Regions from separate parts of the Mus musculus genome. Here region 1 is linked to region 2. The links are chromatin contacts, called in public HiChIP or PLAC-seq maps. All regions are on one chromosome and are shown on one strand. The core of a region is the stretch at or near the end of the contact, and the rest is flanking DNA. Distances in the headings are between cores, read along the strand shown.

What was found. HiChIP or PLAC-seq counts read pairs in DNA pulled down with a chosen protein or histone mark.
Region 1: a contact with region 2 is called in an H3K27ac HiChIP or PLAC-seq map of embryonic stem cells, with 9 read pairs. The contact joins the promoter of Lncenc1 here to the enhancer-like site in region 2. A contact is called at or near these places in 9 of 484 Hi-C or Micro-C datasets (the N1E-115 cell line, Th1 cells, brown adipocytes and 3 more) and 6 of 115 datasets of contacts at active chromatin or transcription factors (embryonic stem cells and epiblast stem cells).

Annotation. Positions count from the first base shown.
Region 1 is chr13:97,433,713-97,437,760 of GRCm38.p6, forward strand. Lncenc1 (long non-coding RNA, embryonic stem cells expressed 1) reads left to right here and starts at 1,258. Exons shown (of 2, transcript NR_110432.1): 1 at 1,258-1,380.
Region 2 is chr13:97,318,051-97,322,314 of GRCm38.p6, forward strand. No RefSeq gene overlaps it. Among named protein-coding and RNA genes, the nearest start is that of Gm33390, 21 kb to the left of the region's middle. Within about 2 kb of position 2,586, at least 19 of the 459 cell types and tissues checked have an H3K27ac peak or open chromatin away from gene starts, as enhancers often do. A contact at or near this core is called in the N1E-115 cell line, embryonic stem cells and epiblast stem cells, where this site is marked.

The DNA.
Region 1 (4,048 bases), core at 8-2,507, 110 kb after region 2:
ACCAGGGCTACACAGAGAAACCCTGTCTCGAAAAACAAACAAACAAACAAACAAACAAACAAGCAAAAGTTATTTCATGAAACGAGCCAAATTAAGCCAGATTAGAGTATATCTAAAGGCAGGTTATTGGAAAACCTTTCCTGGGTTAGTGAGTTCACCGATCCCAAGGATAGAGGCCAGGAAAGTCACCGTGGGGAGGGAGACAGAAGGGAGGGAGATATGCCAGCGGAATGTGTAGAGGATATGTAGAGGGTAGGTAGAGACCCAGGTTGAGACTGAAGGATGCTGGGAGAACCTGAAGGCCAGATCCACTTTGGTATGTTAAATATGCACCTCAACGCTTTGTCCACGGTCTGAAAACCAACACAGAGTAATGCTTAGTTTTGTATTTATCTTTATCCATTGAACACTATTCATATTAACATCCATTTCCAATCTAGTCTTTCTGATATCCTTAAAATTCTTCCTTACCTGACTGCCCTCTCTGGATGATGTAACTCTTTACCCATCTGCCATCTCTGCTGCGGGTTTCCTTTTTCAGCTCTCTCCTCTAGCCGCTGGGGCATTGACTTCCCAGGCTGGGTCCTAATTGCACTGCAGGACACCATCTTTCGGCCTAAATGAACATTTACATCCCATCTTCCAAACGTCTTTGCCCTGTTTTGGCTCTGACTGAATACCCCAGGCTGCCCCGCATGCCCCTGTGGACACTCGGGTTACCCGGCTTAGGCTCTTTAATATCAGTCTACAGGGTTACAGATAGATACCTGCTCCTCCCTGAAACTCCTAGAAGTCAGTGTGACTCAGCACATTTTTAAGGGTCTTCCTGGGACTGTACAAAAACTCTGTGTGTGGGGGGGGGGGCTAAGCTAGGAGAAAAATGACAAATAATAATCAAATCTGACCAACAAAATAGACAAACATGGTCCCGGGGGATGGAGAGGAAGGTTGTGGCATCAGCCCCTAGGCTCACTTACCTGTGAAGTGTCTGCAGGAGTGAGGAGGGAGCCATGGTAAGAGGGGGGCAGTTTTCTACATATATCCTGTGATTTCTGCTCTAGATATCTCGATTAAGAAATAAATGAATAAATTGGGGACTCGGCCAATGGCTCAGTGAGAGGGAACTGATGAGAGAGGCTTCTGGCAGACCAGGTGACTTCAGGAGGAAAAAAAAAATTAATTCAATTTCATCGAGTGCATTTCCTCTGGACCCAGGAATCACAGGAAATGCAATGTCTTTGAAAGGATGGAGTAGATTTCATTTTCTAGCGATCACTTTCCTTCTGCTGGTGACACACTGTTACTTCAAAGGCCTGGACCGGGGCGTGTTTCCTGTAAGGGTGAGCAGATTTGAATGACCGCTCAGGATGGACCTGCTCTGTAAGCACCCACCCCATGGGGCAGGCAATCTTGGGAATTACTGCTTTCCCGGCCCCTGCCTGCTGGGCTCGGGGCCTGGTGAGGTGATGGGGGTGGGGTAGGGGATTTCACAGTTCCCTAGCTCAATTAGGAGACAAAGCAGGATTGTTCTTAGCTTTGTTTTACGGAATTTCAATTGGGGGGGGGGTGTAAAAAAGATTCCCCGAGGACGCAAAACCCTAAATTGTTCTTGCTTTATCTTCTTGTTAAAATGTGTTGTGCATTCCTGGGCTGGAAGGCAGAGGAAATAAAGCTTCGCCGCTACCCCACGCGCCCTTCCCTATCTAGCCCTGTCAGGTCCCAAGTATTTGAGGGAGTTCTAATTACAGAGGAAACAGACTCCCTATCTGGTCTGGACTCTTGTCAGTGGAGAGTGCTCTTAAACGTTCCACATGGATTCAGGGAAATACGATTTGGAGAAGTGCTGATTTTTATTGGGCATGACTAACTCAAGCTGCATCTTTGTATTTTTTTTTCACTCCCTTTTAAGAATAATCGCTTCAAAATGATTAATGATGCCTGAAGCCACCGTCCTCACTTCCTGCGGTGAAACGCGGAACTTTTTGTGCATGTCTGGGTTTGTACAAGGGTGGGCTCCCAACTCACTGAGACAGTTTCCCATCCTGTCCAGACAGTTGGGTTATTGTTCAGGAAAGCTGAGTCTCTGGGGGGTGGGGTGGGGGCTGCAGAGAGGGGACCCTGTTCTGTCCCCCTCAGGGAGAAAAGAAAGGCTTCGCTCCAGTTACAGGAGAGTGAAATTGGTTAACCTCTCAAGGTGCCAGGACAAGCTTGTTGCTGGATTAGTTGGGTCCTAATTCTCTCTTCTCTCTCACTCCTTCTTCCCCGCCCCCTTCCCTCTCTCCCGTGTGCGCGCGCACGCGCGTGTGAATTAAGAACAAAACCTTGGTGTCTTTGAAAACCAGTAGAAACAAAAGGTCACCACCCTGCTGGGATGCAGCCATCTCTAGGTCCAGGCAGAGCTCCCCTGCCCCCCGGAACTCCCCAGGGGAGCATCCTGCCTTCTTCCTAGGATCGTCCTGGGAAAGCTGTTGCCTGGTCGTAGCCCGGAGACCGCAAGGATTCTAGCTCTAGCCGAGTCCCGCCCTCCCATCTCTGCCGGCCTAGGAGATATCTGCGGCAGCTGCAGGGGCCATTTTTTATAAATCGTATTTAGTAAAGACTGTGAGTGATTTTTGTAGATGACAGGAAAGTACTAGAATACTGGTGACTGGTTCCCCTGGTGGATTCTGAGAGGCTAGTTTGTCATGTAAATGTTTGCAACCTTCTGTCCAACTCCTCCATTCTGTCTTTGCATTTCAGTTCTGAGGAAGGCCGACTGGTGAAGTATGTACTAAAAGATTTCCTTTGTGAAGCTCAGTGCAAGCAATAACAATCTCTTCTGCCCATAAGGTATGGAGCGCCTGAGCTTTGGAGGACTGGCCACGTTAGGACTAGCTAGCTTAAAAGAGACAAGAAGGCTAACAAAATTCTCTCCACTAAAGGCGCATGCCAGGCAGTGAGCAGGGCACAAGCTTCTCTCCTGAGCAGATTCATCACAGGAGATGTCGGTGTCCAAGGGATTCATCACGTTAGAGCTTGTGAGCCCCGACTGAGAACAACATCTGCAAAAAAAAAATATGGAAACATGAAGTATTCCTTTAGGGTTACCTTCTATTGAAAAGTCAGGGAGCACACACCTGCAGTCCCAGCACTTGGGAGGCAGTGGGGGGAGGGGCTGCTGGGAGGGGAGCTGATCTCTAGTTTAAGGCATGTCTGGGATAGATAGTGAATATCAAACAAATAAGGAGTCAAGTGTGAGACCAAAATGAACTCCCCCCTCCCCCAGATTCAATAGCCTATCTGTTTTTTCCTGAGCAGTGCTATTCTGGTTGTATAAATCAAATTCTCGGTTTGCAGAACGATTCTGGCATCAAGTGCATTAGAAATAGTGATTTTAGGCAGGGTTCCCAGGGGGTTAGAGCTGGGAGCACTGGTCTTTATGTTAATAGGGAGAGCACCTGCTTGAGCAATCTGGGAACACTGGTTTTCTTCCCACGGTGCCTTCTCCATGTGAATTAATCTGTTAGCTGGTATGTGTGTCAGTTTATTTAGGAACATGTGTGCTGACAATTGGCTCCTGACTGTAAAATAAGGTCTTGGGGGAGATCATGATTAATTGCCTGCCTTACTGTGTGTGTATGTATATGTGCCTTTGATGACAGGCATTATCAGTGCGCATGTGTCTATAAAACTAAAGACAAACTAATGGCAAGCAATTATTAAGACATCGGAAGTGTGAATGAACAGGAAAACTTGGAGTTATCTGGACTTCCATTCTCTTCATGGACCTCGGAGCCAGGGAGATCTTACTTCTGAAATGCAGCATTTTCAGATATAGAACAGGCAGAAAAGTGTTCTTGGAGCTCTTGGAATTATAGGGACACACATTTTATTTAAAAGAAACAGGGCTGCTTAGTACAGTGGCATGTGCTTGCCTGCCAGCCTTCTGTTGGCTAAGGCAAGTTCAAGGCTGGCTTGAGTGCTCTAAGGAGAGCTTACCTCAAAACACAAAACAAAGACGCCAACCAAACCAAACCAAACCAACCAACCAACCCACCAACTAATAAAC
Region 2 (4,264 bases), core at 1,336-3,835:
GATTTCAGCTTCCCACCAGGGCGTGCCAAGCGAAATCCATTAAGGTTTAAATTGTCCTATAATTTCTGCTTGCTTCCGGTGACTCTAACACATATATCCAGTCAACAAGTAAGTCACGCCCGAGGCTTGTCACTACACACTATGAAAATGAAAAAAAACAGAGATGCATTTTTTTTTCAAGCTGACACCTGAGTCTTTCTTTGGTCAGGGAGAACTTGGCCAGGTGATGTTCGTTTTTTCTTGATAAATCAGAGTCTTGTGAGAGTGTTCCAAGGGATGGGAGGTGGCCGCAAAGCTCCCTCTTGGCATTAATGTAGACAAATGAACAGTGCTGACATTACCAAGGACTTTCCAGCTATCCCATCTCCTGCTGAGTGACTCAGTCATCACTGCCTGTACTGAAGGATCCACACCATGTGACCTCAGAAGTAGCCTTCTTGACTCAAAGGGAAGGATGAAGAAGGAGAAGAAGAAGAGAAAAACCACAGAAAACGGCCTTAGTTCTTTTCCTCTTGAAATCTCTGTATTAGTAAGTGGCAGGAAAGTATTTTCATGTCTGACAGAAGTGGGTGATCTTTCTCTGCCTCATCCCCCCCTTCTCTCTCATATATCCTAAGTTGACGGTGAACTCACTTTGTAGTTAAGAATGACCTTGGATTTCTGATCTTTCTGCTTCTACCTCCTAGGTGCTGGGATTACAGGCATGTCCCCACATCCATGGTCCCCACTAGAAAGGCAGAGACAGGAAGACTGCCCTCTCTTCCATCCTGCCTGGGTCACATTGTTCTGTCAGGCAGGGCTACATGGCAAGACTTTCTAAACCAAAGACAACACCAGAGGTTGAGAGATGGCTTAGCAATTGAGACTCTGTACTGCTCTCACTGAGAACCCGAGTTTGGTTTTCAGTCCCCACATCCAGCAGCTCACAACTGCCTGTAGCCTTACGTCCAGGGAATCTGAAGCCCTCTGGCCTCTGAGGGTAGTGTAGGCAAACTCACAAACTCATACTCAGGCACACATATGTACACATACTTTAAAAAAAAACAACTTTAAAAACAACAAACAAAAACTCCAAACAAACCCCGAACAGCAACAATAACAAAAAAGAAAAAAAAAAAAAGAAAAAGGTAGCCAAAGAACATATGCAATAATAGCACACACAAGATGGTTTCTTGGATCAGAGAAGAAGGTATCTGTGGCAGTCTGGCTTTGTAAATTAGGGTCCCTGGAAAAGTAGAAAATATTTGTGGAATTTGAAAACCTTTCATCATGGAAAATTTCAGACACACACACACACACACACACACACACACACACACACACACTTTAACCTCGTCCTTTCATTACCCACTCTATATCAGCACAAGGAGATAGTACTTTGAATAGTCTTTATCAGTCTCTCTCAAGTGGATTATCTTGCTGGACATATTAGACATAATTTTTTATCTGTAAATAGGTCAGTCAGTGTGTATCTGTGTAAAAGGCATGGTATTCCCCCCCCCCCACTCTCTCTCTCTCTCATCTACAGTATAACTACACCACCTAAAAATCCCACCATTTGTTCCTCAATGCTGTTAATACTTCATGCACTTTTTGGACAGACTGGTTGGGGAACTTTCAGGCTAGGGGAAGGGCAGGGAGGCACAGCAGGTCATTGGAGACCCTGTCCACACTGCTTCTGTCTGGTGTCCACAGGTATAATTAGGCCATGACCTTTGCAGACCCTCACACAGCAGCTAACTAATGCAAAGCCAAGGGGAGGGAAACATCCCAGACTTCCTGGCTTCGGGGAGTCTCCTTGGGTATGCTCCGTGCCCGCTCTTACTCTGGGTGGGCTAACCTGCACAGTCCCACATTATGGGCCAGCCTGCACTGCCTGCTTACAGCAGCTGTGGGCACCATTTGCCCGCCACATGGGTGGGATCCATGGCATTCTGAGAAAGTTTCAGATTGGATAGTAATTATGGAGTGGTGTTAGTCACAGAGGTTTGGGGGAGGATGCTAAGGTTTAGAGTGAAGGAGGGGACAGCGAGGACAAGGAGGCCTTTGTCCACCACTTGAACCACTTTAGCACAGCGTTCAGGGCAGATGGCCGAGATGGACCCCTGAGACGAGCTTCTTCACATTTTTTTTCAACTTTTCAGACAGAAGTTCCACAGTCCTACGCCTGGGGCTATCTGAAATATTGAACTAAATCCGTCAAAACCTTTTAGACCATTGTTTTAGGTTCATTTGTATTTTCTCCAAATTTGGGCCTAGCCACTACTATCAGTAATAATTGTGACAGGAAGTGACCTAGCATACATTTTCAGAGGTTTAATCCATTATCAGCATAGCAGGAAGCCTGGCAGGCTGCAGGCAGACATAGATAGAGCTGGAGAAGGAGCTGAGAGTTCTACATCCAGATCCATAGGCAGCAGGAAGAGAGCGAGAACCTCTGTGCTTGGCTCAAAGCCCACCCAACAGTGACACACTTTCTCCAATGAAGCTACATCCCCCCAACCCCCCACCCAGCAAGGCCACATCTCCTAATAGCACCACTCCCTGGTGACCAAGCATTCAAATCAGTGACCCTATGGGGGCCATTGTTATTCAAGTCTCCACAGAATCTCACTGTCTCTCTCTATAGGTGAAGCCTAGTGTCTGCTTAATTCAAGCCAACAAACGTAACCCCCCCAACAAACGTAACCTCTTCAAGCCCCGCACACCCCCCCCCCCGAATCCCCCCAAATCATCATCCCCCCCCCCCCCCCCCCCGCCAACCAAAGCACGACTTATCTTTACAGGATGTGTAACAATTTCCTCTGACTCATGAAGTCAGGATCAGGAAGCAGATAGCCTCACAAACCCGGAAAGCTAAAATATGCAAGACCCTCAAGGCCCTGCTCTGGGGTTGTAGAATCAGTTAACAATTGCTGCCTAGAAGAAACTCCCACTAGCAGGGACTCCTGGAGACTCTGACCCATCTGCTGAGCTACCTGCAGGTTGTGCAAGGAGTCCAAGAGTCCTCATGGGGCTGGGGTGGGCTGATTTTGAATCACCCAAGTTTCTCAAAGTAACCTATAAATGGATGGGTTTGCCATAGTGGACTTTGTGGGTTTGTTACTTGTCCGGTGAAATATCTTGTGTGAACAGACCTTTGTTCACATCTCCCCAGGTAAAGTTAATATAACAGGAACACGGCAACTCCTGGCAAGAATGAAAACTGTCCACAGATAATCCAATAACCCACTCTAATGCATCGTTCTTCTGGCTCCTCAGTATCACTGGAATAAGTCCAATTTCTCCATAGCCATTTGTTGGGAGCCATTAAGACAACACAATTGTCCTGATCTCTGAATTGGGCCTCCCCCCCCCCCCCGAGAAGAAAGGGGGGTCAAAAGCGGGCCACGACACACTGTTCCGAGAACAACCACAGGATGTTCCAGCCCTAAGTCAGTGCCAGATGTCCTGACCACACCCTGATACCACCAAGTTCCTGCTTCCCCATGTAACTGCCTAAAGAATGTGCAATTCTATTGCCCCACCCCTCCTGTGCAATTCTATTGCCCCACCCCTCCCACTGATAAGTACCTGTACTTCCCCTTTTGTTTGTGCAATTCTACTGCCCCATCCTTCCTGCTGAATGGCACTTCCCCTTTTGCTTGTGCATTTAAACCTTGGGCCTGGCTAATACATTGGAACCTTGATGCCACTCAGTACGTTTCCATGTTGTTATTCGCACAAGGTTCTCGTCTCTCTCTATCCCCCAATTTGGTTCTTAGGAGAAGGTCCCCTCGAGACCCTTGAATAACTGGACCTGCTGGACGGGTCGGCCATTATCTTCCAAACAACCATATGCCTTCTAGGTCCTTCCTCCCTCCCTCCCTCCCTCCCTCCCTCCCTCCCTCCCTCCCTCCCTCCCTCCCTCCCTCCCTCCCTCCTTCCTCTTTCTTTCTTTCTTTCTTTCTTTCTTTCTTTCTTTCTTTCTTTCTTTCTTTCTTTCTTTCTTTCTTTCTTTCTTTCTTTTTCGAGACAGGGTTTCTCTGTATAGCCCTGGCTGTCCTGGAACTCACTCTGTCGACCAGGCTGGCCTCAAACTCAGAAATCCACCTGCCTCTGCATCCCAAGTGCTGGGATTAAAGGTGTGCACCACCACTGCCCGGCTTCTAGATTCTTAAAACACATTCACTCTGTGAGGTGCCTGCGTTTCTCCTGCTTCTGTTGGGCACAGGATGGAAATGCTTCCTAGGTTAATGCTCAAGGCCTAATTTGTCTTAGGCTC